Regions from separate parts of the Zea mays genome. Here region 1 is linked to region 2. The links are chromatin contacts, called in public Hi-C maps. All regions are on one chromosome and are shown on one strand. The core of a region is the stretch at or near the end of the contact, and the rest is flanking DNA. Distances in the headings are between cores, read along the strand shown.

Region 1 (6,025 bases), core at 1,624-4,123, 290 kb before region 2:
AATCTGTACTGTTGCCATTGAAATACCAACCTTTGTTTTACTCGTGTGTCTGAGAATGTGCCCCAACAGCCCAACTGCGCTATCTGTAGGCTGTAGCTAATAGCAAAGGCTCGTTGCTTGGTTTGACTGTGCATACCTGTGTTCCTGGTCATAGGAATTTTGGTGTCTTTGCAATCCATATTTGATTTATTATCCCTTGTCATAAGTTTTCTCATTATATTTTTCTACAGAAAAGGAATACAGAAGGTGGAAAGCAAAATACTTCTCTTGTGTGGGGACACTTGCTTTCAGGTAATTATTATATGCTGTTGTAACTTCTTCAGTTCACCACTTCACCCCAAGTTTCTTTTTATCTGAACGCCTCTTGCATGAGCTTGCCCAAAGAGCAAGTTTTCATTGTAGTTAAAGGAATCTTGATAAGCTGGTAAGTCCAGCCGTCACTCATAACCAGTTTAGTCAGCAGGACCATGTAATTTTACAATAGTGCTGTATCAAGGAATCAGTGCTTAACATTTCATAATCCTTGTTGGTAGTATTTAATTTGAAGATCATGTAATTTGATCTCATGAAATGATGTCTTGAAACTAGCGGTCTCACAGATTCTGATGTATTTCAGAATTACACTAGTCTATGGGCATGATCTATAAGGGCAAAGTTGTTCTGTTTCTGCTTGCTTTAGTTTTTTTTAGTTGATCAAAGTTGATACTTATCCTATGAGCTCTTTAAACTGAACATTCGTTTTTTTTTCTCAACTAGGTTTGCAATCTAATTCAAATATCTTTTGGCAAACTTAGTTTTTAGGCTTCAAAGCATAGTGCTACTTTGGGTTTAGTGCTCTCTGCTTTGCTCTGTCATTGCCTTTTGGATGTACACCAGTAGTCCTTAATCACTCTCATATACTCCCTCCACTCCAAAATATAAGCCATTCTAGCTCTTCTAGATACATAACTTTTTTTATGTATGTATAAACGTGATCTATATTTAGGTGTATAGCAAAACATTGTACCTAGAAAAACCAGAATGGGGAGTGTCTGATAATTTCTTGTCTTACAACTTCAATGTACCATGGATCTCTATATTTTGAGCAGGAGTACAATTTTTTATCTTCTCCAACATACTGACACATGATATTACTGTTACACTAATGGGCAAATCTTTAAAACACTAGCAACAATACATTTTTTTTGGGTGGGGGGGGGGGGGGGGGGGGGGACGGGGTGAGAACCTTTGCAAAATGGCAATGCGTCTAGCAACCCATACCAGTGGGATATATTAGGTTCCTTAAAACTTGAACCCCTCTCCCTTCGCGTCCGTGTTTCGGTCATCCATCATACCTCCGTCGCTCCGCGTCCTGACATGTGTTAGGCTGTGAGGCCAGCACTGTTTGAGCTGAAATTTACTGTCCACACTGTTCATCTCCTTTTTACTTTTCGTCTGTTCTTTCACGCGTGCCAGTCCTGTCTAGTAGCATGTAAAGATTAAACCCTGCTGTAGGTTGCCGCCTTTTTCCTCTTGCGCTGGTTTCCACTTTATTTAAGTTGCAATGTAAGGCCGTACCGTGCATATGGTCGTGCAAAACATTGGTTTACACTGTTTACACAGTAGAGTTTGAAATAAGAGATGAGATATGAGGTGAGATAGAAAAGCTGTTGGAGATGACCTTAGTGCCTCAAATGTACTTCCTCTGCCCTGAAAAGAATGCACAATTCTATTACTGTTCATGATGTGCGCTGTTCTGACGCAAGGTTAAACTGCATTTACTTGTAATTTAAGGGATTTTATTTTATATGATATGTGACTTATGCTGTTGGTTAATATATCCTGTTGTTTTAGCTGCGAAGGAGCATTGCTTGCATCGGGGTCGGCTGACTGTACTGTTAAGCTCTGGGATGTCGCTTTCAGCACAAAAGCCCTGAAGACAGAGGACACGTAAGTTTGACATGTTAAGATCCTCATCCATTCGAGCATACACTTAAATTGTCTTGCTCTGACTGCAAAACACCCTTGTGTTTTTTCTGAAACAGCAAAGGCAGCTCATCAGCTAACCGACTGAGACTGCTTAAATCTCTGCCTACAAAATCAGCTCCTGTCTATAGCCTGCGGGTGAGAAATTTCTCCTTTATTCAGCATCATTTTTTTGGGGGGGTACTATGCGGTGGAAACTGAAGAGCTTGCGGATCTCTGGGAATTGCAGTTTTCTCGGAGGAACCTTCTGTTTGCCTCCGGTGCTCTCGCGTAAGCTGCGTGTTTCGTAGAATACAGCTAGAACTGTTCCGGTTTTGACATGGAGTAGTGAAGTTGGCATTTCGCAGACTCCGCTGTGGATCCTATTGTAGAGCTAATATTTTCGTTAGCAATCTCAACGGCCCAGCATGTATGCACAGCGGAATTGAGCACCGCAGATGCTTTGTAGCGTGCTTGCAACATTGTGACATTGTTATTAGGTAAATACGTCGTGTAATTTTTTTTAGGTTGTGATCTTATGATTTATAAACGCCACTAAATGTACATATGCCTGATAGGAGATAGCTTGTAAGGGATGACCGGATGATTTGGTGACAAAACAATGCATTTTATCTACTTCTCAAACATGTAAAATATGGATCATCCTATACCTTTGACGAAGCAACCCTGTACCCAGTAACCATGTGCTTGTACTTGTAGCATCTTGAGCCTAAAATAGTGCCCCTGTGGACCTGAAAGTGAATAGTCAGGTAAAATATTGGACCGGTTTGTTTCGTGACATCATGATTCATCATTAGCCATAAAAAATCCAGATTTTGCCTATTCGATTGGCGATTGGCTGGTGGTGACTGTCCTTTCCCTGCGCTGGTGGTCCAGAATCAGACGCTTGGCTTATTGACTTCAGCGTGTAGCAGCTGTCATCTTCATGTCCATCTGTTCGCCTGGCTAATTGGTGGTGGTGGGGTGTCGTCGTCTTGTCTCCGTCTGCTTGCCTACCATTTCCTTATAAACTCGAGTGTGGGCAAAAAGGAGCTGTCGTCTTTTCCTACATCGGACCAATACGGATGTCCAGCGTGAAGGCGAAGACATCGAAGATTTAACCCAAAAAAACACTAAATACCGAATGTCATCTTTCTATAAGATTAGCATATAGCCCGTGCTAACGCTACGATCCTAAATAGGGATTCGGTGGCGGCAACGCGAGTGAGGGGCAGGGGAGGCTAGGGCAGTGGATTCGTGGGAGAGGAGTGAGAAATGATCTAAATAATATTGTTCATTGGATTTGAGTGAATAAGTAAGATGAGGTTATTCAGCGATACGAGAGTATGAGATGATGACATGTTAAGTCTAGGTGTAATTTAATTGGTGAATTTAGTGAAGGTTATGGGTTGAGATGTGGTTTGGATGGTAAATTTTGCGAAGTTTAATATATATGATAGATTATATAGTGGTATAAATGATACTCTATCTTTCCATAAGTGTTGGGTATAGATTATATAGTGGTATAGATAACATACATATTTGTTTGTGTATCTATCTAACTTATTATTTTTATATTTACAATTTTTTATATTTAGAATAACTAAATCTCTACTATATTAAATTGTGAGTTCCTCTTCGTGCGTTGTCTGCAGCAGCGAGCGCAACGAATGAAATAAATGTCCAAAAAATGAACATGATGCTAGAGTTTGAACCATCGCATTTCGCATCCCTCTCTAATTTCTCGGGTTGTAACTGATAGTCGCCTAGAGGGGGGTGAATAGGGCAAAACTGAAATTCTCCAAAATAATTACAACTACAAGCCGGGTTAGCGTTAGAAATATAATCGAGTCCGCGAGAGAGGGTGCAAAACAAAAGCAAGCAAATAAGAGGTGTGACACGCGGATTTGTTTTACCGAGGTTCGGTTCTTGCAAACCTACTCCCCGTTGAGGTGGTCACAAAGACCGGGTCTCTTTCAACCCTTTCCCTCTCTCAAACGGTCCCTCGGACCGAGTGAGCTTCTTCTTCTCAATCACTTGGAACACAAAGTTCCCACAAGGACCACCACAAGATTGGTGTCTCTTGCCTCAATTACAAGTGAGTTTGATCGCAATAAAGAATTAAGAAAGAAGAAAGCAATCCAAGCGCAAGAGCTCGAAAGAACACAAGCAAATCTCTCTCACTAGTCACTAAAGCTTTGTGTGGAATTTGGGAGAGGATTTGATCTCTTGAGTGTGTCTAGAATTGAATGCCTAGCTCTTGTAAGTGGTTGGAAGTATGAAAACTTGGATGCAATGAATGGTGGGTGGTTGGGGGTATTTATAGCCCCAACCACCAAACACCGGACATGTCCGGTGCGCCAGCCACGTCACCATAGCCGTTGGGTTCCGACCATTGGAGCTCTGTCTTCTGGGCCCGCCTGGATGTCCGGTGGCGCACCGGACATGCACTGTAGAGTGTCCGGTGCGCCAGCATGGGCGTGCCTGACTTCTGCGCGCGCTGGCGTGCATTCAATGCGCTGCAGGTAGCCGTTGGCTCCGAAGTATCCGTTGCTCCGTTGTCACACCGGACAGTCCGGTGCACACCGGACATGTCCGGTGAATTATAGTGGACTAGTCGTTGCGAATTCCCGAAGCTGGCGAGTTCCTGAGGCCGCTCTTCCTTGGAGCACCGAACACTGTCCGGTGTACACCGGACAGTCCGGTGAATTATAGCGGAGCGCCTCTGGATTTTCCCGAAGGTGGCGAGTTGAGTTGGAGTCCTCTGGTGCACCGGACACTGTCCGGTGGCACACCGGACAGTCCGGTGCGCCAGACCAGAGGTGCCTTCGGTTATCCCTTTGCTCTTTTGTTGAACCCAATACTTGGTCTTTTTATTGGCTAAGTGTGAACCTTTGGCACCTGTATAACTTGTCCACTAGAGCAAACTAGTTAGTTCAATTATTTGTGTTGGGCAATTCAACCACCAAAATCAATTAGGAACTAGGTGTAAGCCTAATTCCCTTTCAATCTCCCCCTTTTTGGTGATTGATGCCATCACAAACCAAAGCAAATATAGAAGTGCATAATTGAACTAGCTTGCATAATGTAAGTGCAAAGGTTGCTTGGAATTGAGCCAATATAAATACTTATAAGATATGCATGGATTGTTTCTTCATTTGTTAACATTTTGGACCATGCTTGCACCACATGTTTTGTTTTTGCAATATCTTTTTGTAAATCCTTTTCAATGTCCTTTTTGCAAAAATAGTCAAAGGTAAATGAATAAGATTTTGCTAAGCATTTTCAAGTTTTGAAATTTTCTCCCCTTGTTTGAAATGCTTTTCCTTTGACTAAACAAAACTCTCCCTAGATGAAATCCTCCTCTTAGTGTTCAAGAGGGTTTTGATATAGATTTTGAAAATACTACTTTTCTCCCCCTTTTGAACACAATAAGATACCAATTTGAAAATACTCTTTGACAAACTAAAATTTTTTGGAAATTGGTGGTAGTGCGGTCCTTTTGCTTTGGGCTCATACTTTCTCCCCCTTTGGCATGAATCGCCAAAAACGAATACTTTGAGATATAAGCCCTTTGCTATACTCTCTCCCCCTTTGGTCATAAGTAAATGAGTGAAGATTATACCAAAGATGGAGTCCTTTTGCTTGGTGCTCATGCGTTCTTCCCCAAAAATGGAGAGTTGCTAAGAGTGACGGTGAAGGATGAGTTACGGAGTGGAAGCCTTTGTCTTCGCCGAAGATTCCAATTTCCTTTCAATACACCTATAACTTGGTTTGAAATATACTTGAAAACACATTAGTCATAGCATATGAAAGAGGCATGATCAAAGGTATATAAATTAGCTATGTGTGCAAATCAACAAGAGAAGTTTCTAGAATCAAGAATGTTTAGCTCATGCCTAAGTTTGTTAAATTAGCTATGTGTGCAAATCAACAAGAGAAGTTTCTAGAATCAAGAATGTTGATCTTTAGTATTAATGTATGAAATCTCGATATCTCCCTTTTGTTGGTGATCCCTTAAAAAGTGATACCGAATGGCTATGTGTTTAGTGCGGCTATGTTCGACGGGATTATCCGCCAT
Region 2 (5,962 bases), core at 1,957-4,456:
TGTTTGGGATGAGATGCGCCCAGTAGGCGACGAGTAGCCTCACGGTCGCGTTCTTTGAGAATACTACCTGGCGAGAGTCAGTTTACCCTTGGTGTCAGAGCACTGCCTTGTTGCTAATTAGAGGTAGATTGAAGAAAAACCTTCAGAAAAGAGAGCAAATCTGGGTTTTTTTTTGCCAGGGTCAAATGTTGGATCCAGTTGTGAATACCTCTGAGATTGCTGACGATAAAGATGACCAGTAGACTGTTTGGGTAGCATACTGTGACTGCCCAAGCCAATCCATGGTATTCATTCTTACAATTCCCCCAAGCTTAACAGACTTGATGGTGTCAACCCACCCCTGCTCATCTGCTTGGAATCTGCCAAATGTCACCTGTGAAACAAGAAAAGATGAAACCAACGTCCCGAAATGCACTACTTACTAGATTAATTAGTCCCCGGGACCAGTTATCTTTTAGGTGCTGCACATAATTGTAATATGATGAGTAACCAATAACGTTAAATCATGTTTGTTTAAGTCCAACCGTAATCAGAGACCACACTAAAAACTGATACCGGTCTATTCAAACCTATTACCCATTACCATTTACGTTACAAATTATAAACCAAACAACACCTTATTATATTGCATGTCTTAATTCAATGTTTACGAAAAATTATGTCATATAAGTTAAGGTAATGAAACATGAATACTTAATGTATGTATATGAAAAATGTTGATGTATGGGTGAAAGTACAAGGTCAGTCAGATGACTTTTTTCTTAGGCCAACCAGATGATGTAGACAAACAAACTTGGCATCCTCGCACACTGAAAAATTCCATTGAATATGCACTGCATAAGTACATATCACCATGAATATCAATGAGTTTACACTAAAAGTTAGTTTACAAAAGCATCGATACACTGAAGACTACGGACTAGCAATACCTAGATGTCTATAATGTGCTACAAAGTTACCTCAGGTGGCGCAAAGGAAAGGTAGCTCAAGTAGTGCTCCTGAGTAGGTTTCTTGTACCCAGGGGTTTCAAACGAAACATCAATCATTTCAGGATTTGCAAGAGCTGGATATCCATCTACATATGGGATGTCAACTGAAAGTGGTATGGGTGACCTGTTCGCACATTAAGAATAAATCTCTTTATTTGATCTAGCAAAAAAAGTCTAAAAGGAAAATACCATGCTTGAATATTTTTAAGGCATTTGACGGAGCCACAAGACAGGATTTAATAAGTAATTAGCAGCCACTGAATCATTATAAAGATGAGTGACAAAGGTATAAAGGATCGTATGTACCGAGCATTTTCAGAATCGAAGATGGATCAGCACTAAGATAAATGCAGACAATATAGGTTAATGGATAGGTTGTACATAATTTATTTCCCATCTATGTACCAGCCATTTTTTTTCCTTCAAAATTGTGTGCTTAGATTGTACATAATTTATTGCCATCTATGTACCAGCCATTTTTCCCCTTCAAATTTGTGCACTAAGTAGTAGATCGCTGCATGTGACCTGCAGAGGGAGATGCAAACCTGCATCTTTCTTTGGGCTGTAGGAAATGAGACCAGCATGGAACCTTTCTAGAAACTTGCCACTGCGTATCCCAGGCTTGTTTGGTGTAAAAAGTTGAGTTGAGGGTTGAAAGCGTCCACAGGTTTTGAAAATAGACCTCCACAGTTTTTGCTATCTGTGGGCAACCAGCAAAATAAATCCCAAGCTCCTTAACCTGCAATGCATGTAAAAGTAGTGCCACACAGGTTTACCAAATTGTTTTTTTTTCTCAACACCATACTGCAAATTTAGCAGAGCCTGTTTTTTTTTGTCGGATATACCTGAGTAAGGGATTTCCAGTCGTTGTTTGCGGAACCTATATACACATCCTTCTTATCTGATATCCAGACCTTTGCGTGCACAACACCAGATCCCCACCAGTCCTCGAAAAGAACGGTTGCGTTCTCAACATTTGGTCTTCCTGCAGCCAGGTCTGCGCTCTCTTGGTCAAAATCAGGAGCAAATCCAGAGTGCTGGACAATCCTGAAATGATACCACAGCTTGTCAATAGAGAAACGAAATCTCTACATGGACACACTGTTTAGTTATTTATAAATGTTTTGCTTGTTTGCTTTATCACTTCTCTTCTTTGTGATTCAATTGTGACACCAGTTTTTCTGTTGGCCGATAACTATATGTCAATGTTCCAACATACTCTACTACTATTCCAATCATCCTATGGTTAAGTAATAATCACCAACATTATAGAAACTGACAGTTCAAGTATGATACTCGATACTTGCCTGATTTTGATCTTACGGTCTGCAGCATTTTCCAGTGCCTTGTAAACCCGGCGGCCCTCATCGGCCCCGAATCTCCTCATGTCACTCTCGGAAAACCCGTAGTCCCCCGATTTCGGATTGTTCGGCTGGGGCAAGAACTGCCAGTACTGCGCAAGGATGTCCAGACTCTTCGTTGCATTCCCCGAGAGCCACTGGAGCACATCTCCTGAGGTCAGGACCCACAGAAATCAGCAGCCCAATGGATGGATATACGTAGTGACGGCTGCAAGAAGCATTAGTAATTTCACAAACCCACTACCACCATCACCAGCTATGTATCACCAATTCAGCATACGCCTACTCCCCATTCCCCAAACTGGCAAACCCCCATAGACGAGAGAGAGAGAGAGAGAGAGAGAGACGAACCCGTGGATAGGACCCCGGGGATGCGGCTCAGGTGCGGCATGTCCGTGGGGATGGACTGCACCAACCACGCCTTGCAGGTGTCCGCGCCGGCGTCCGCCAACGGCGCCCCCCGCAGCGCGGCGGCAGCGACGACGAGGAGGAGGAGCCGGCGGCGATGGAGGGAGGAGGGCATGGCTGGTATCGTCAGCCCAACTATGAGGGAGAGTGTGAAGTCGTGTGCAAGTGAACTCGAATCGGAGGGTCAAACCTGTTTATGTGATCAGTAATCATGCATGCCGCACGCCAAATTTTAAAATGACAATTACACCTGCCAAATTTAAATGGACAGATCAAAGATCCACCAGGTCAACGCACTGCGCCTGCACGGCTGTACCGGTTGATATATTTTGACAAGGTAACGGAGAAACGAAACGCGCCGCCATGGGCGGTGGATCCGTGGCCGAAGATGCCGCCTCCATTGCTCCGATTTTTTCGCTCCGTTCAAACGTGACGGATGTCCACTGTTCAGGCCAAGCATATTCTCTTCGTATGGATTGGATAGAGTGGGACCATTCGTTCAGCTTTCTCCGTCTACAGTACACTCCAGCCTACTATTACTACTACTATATTTGAGTGCAAGCAAATCTGTTCTTTTGTTTCCCCTACAAACCAGTGGACAAGCACCTGCGATATAGACTAGTACACTTAGGTGTATGGCTATTTAAAGTAATTGTATAATTAGAATAAAAGATATATGTATTTTTCTATAGTGAGTAATTGATATACATAGAAATAGAAACAAGTAGGATAGGGTTTGTTGAAATTGAGCGGGGTGATTTTACATCAGGCATGATCAGCCTAGTCTGCGATACCATTCGAAATTCCGGACAGCTGGGCCAATACAAGGCCCAAATAAGTCTTGTTTTACGGTCCACTACATCTGGCAGCCACGTGCCCATGACAGCTGAAAGGCACTCCCCCGAGTCCCCTGGCTTCGAATCGGAGATGGCACTGGGGCCCACATGCAGCGGCCGCAACCTGACACGGAGGACCTCGATGCGAACATGAACACCTCCAGGTGCAAATATGCAAAACAACCACACGCCCTCTTCGCTTCCTCATTCCTCAATCATCATATTCTTCTTTAATCAACACTGCGAGAGCCTCCCTCCTCGTTCGGTTCGGACTTTTGCTTCGGCGACTTCACGCGGTAGGCCACCGTAAACCCTAGCCCCAGACCGCGGGTCGTAGCCAACGAGATGCAGCTCTTCATCTTGACGCTGACGGGGAAGACCATCACGGTCGAGGTCGAGAGCAGCGACACCATCGATAATGTCAAGGCCAAGATCCAGGTCTGCCACCCCTCCCCTCCCCCTTGTTCACCTCTACGACTCCCGATTCGTAGCCGAATTGTGTCCTTCGTGATCGGTGATAACATCGGAGTAGTCGTGTTGATTGCTTCATCGATTTGGTAGTTCCTTTAGTGCGGTTCTTACCCTTTGCGGGGAAATAGATCTTGGGATAGTGTCTATTGGCTGAAGTATGAAGATTCTCCTCATAACTGGCGCTTATGGTAATTTTTTGCTGGTTGGTATCGTGCCGTGTACTGTCGACACTTAAGCCTTATTCGTTGTGATGAACAAACAAATTTAGGAAATTTAGTACCTATAAACTGTTATGTGGTTATGGAAGATGTAATATTTCCACAAGCACCTAGCATAGAATTCTTTTCATAATAAGAATGTAAAGAGTTGACCCCATACTAATACTGAGTATCACTATTTATGGCTTTTACTCCCTCATTGCCAAATTGTAAGTCGTTTTGAGTAGCACAAACTATGCACCTAGATCCTAGAAAAACCAAAACAAATTACAATTTGGAATGGAGGCCTCCATATTGCATCATGGTTGCTACTTAATTAAAGGCCAAGCCATCTTTTTTTGTAATACTTCGTTTTGTATACTATGTGACTTAGTTTAGGAAAACCATGACTTTGATCTTACTTGTAACCCGGTCCCATTGCGGAATAACATGTTTCTTATCCTCTGTTAGGATTTGCAAAGTAGCGAGATATTCCTTATTTTCGCTTATGTTTTTGGAGTGCAACTGCTGCTTAGATTCTCAAACACATTTTAGGAAATAAAAGCCGACTTTGAGTCATTTCTGGTGAACAAAAAATTGCCTAGTCAAAAACCTCAATCGGAGCTAGCTTTGGATAACATTGTCCATGCTCAAGTAAATTTTATTTGCTAACACTTGTCCATGTTCAATATTTGTATCCCACACCTTTGTCCATGTGTGATCATTTTTCATGTATCATTTGTTTTGCCAAGTGCATTTAAATGTGAATCAAATTCCAAAACTTGTGATAATCAATTTTAAGTAACACTGATTCAGAGACAGGTGAAAGAATGCCATTCTAACTCGGCAGGGTATCTGACTTTGTATTTTTCAGGACAAGGAGGGCATTTTGCCTGACCACCAGAGGCTGATTTTTGCTGGCAAGCAATTGGAGGATGGGAAAACTTTAGCTGATTACAACATTCAGAAGGAGTCAACACTCCCTTTGGTCTTGAGGCTCAAGGGTGGAACTATGATCAAGGTGAAGACACTAACTGGGAAGGAAATCGAGATTGACATCGAGCCCAATGACACAATTTATAGGATCAAGGAGCGTGTTGAGGAGAAAGAAGGCATCCCACCTATTCAGCAGAGGTACTCTACTTGCCCCCAAAATCTAAATGAATGTGAAACCTTTTTCTAAGCTCCAAATTCTTGTAATCTTTTTTAGCATTGTGTGGTCCTAATAAAAATGTTCCATGCATAGGCTCATTTATGCTGGGAAGCAACTTGCTGATGACAAAACTGCCAAGGATTACAACATTGAAGGTGGTTCAGTGCTCCATCTTGTTCTTGCTCTGAGGGGTGGTTGCTAGATTAAAAAGTTCTTGTAGTTTCTGCTTATGGTATCTGTTACATGGAGTTGTTTCAGAATTGAAGCCTTGTATTGGGTGGTTGATTGTACCATGTGATTAGCAGACTACTAGAGTCAGGTGTCATCTGTACTGTTTAAGAAATGCTTGAACTAGTTCATTCAGTTGTCAACTCATTCTTATTGCCCCGGTCTGCCCTTTCACCTAAATGGCTACATCAATCGTGTTGTGGTCTATTTTCTGGTTCCCTTGAATTCTCATCACTTGCAGACTAAGATTGTTGGCTAAATAAATTGTGTGTGTATCTAATTTTTGGTTTTCCTCATCACTCGCACAGTAAGAATGTAC

What was found. Hi-C and Micro-C count contacts between places; a contact is called where the count stands out from the background.
Region 1: a Hi-C map of leaf shows a contact between it and region 2, with 6 times the contacts expected there. The contact joins the enhancer-like site here to the promoter of LOC103631261 in region 2. A contact is called at or near these places in 2 of 25 Hi-C or Micro-C datasets (ear and leaf).

What each region holds. Positions count from the first base shown.
Region 1 is chr6:106,071,944-106,077,968 of Zm-B73-REFERENCE-NAM-5.0, reverse strand. It overlaps LOC100274161 (transcription initiation factor TFIID subunit 5), which reads left to right. Exons shown (of 13, transcript XM_008650810.4): 10 at 231-291; 11 at 1,834-1,929; 12 at 2,025-2,103; 13 at 2,195-2,625. The coding sequence ends at 1,916. Among protein-coding and RNA genes, the nearest start is that of LOC100274161, 32 kb to the left of the region's middle. Within about 2 kb of position 2,873, at least 16 of the 20 cell types and tissues checked have an H3K27ac peak or open chromatin away from gene starts, as enhancers often do. A contact at or near this core is called in ear and leaf, where this site is marked.
Region 2 is chr6:105,778,460-105,784,421 of Zm-B73-REFERENCE-NAM-5.0, reverse strand. It overlaps LOC103631261 (phospholipase D Z), which reads right to left and starts at 3,206. Exons shown (of 7, transcript XR_004850231.1): 1 at 2,702-3,206; 2 at 2,297-2,501; 3 at 1,835-2,036; 4 at 1,535-1,728; 5 at 960-1,113; 6 at 209-833; 7 at 1-67. It overlaps LOC103629697 (ubiquitin-NEDD8-like protein RUB2), which reads left to right and starts at 3,676. Exons shown (of 3, transcript XM_008650808.4): 1 at 3,676-4,032; 2 at 5,137-5,396; 3 at 5,509-5,939. The coding sequence starts at 3,940. The coding sequence ends at 5,617.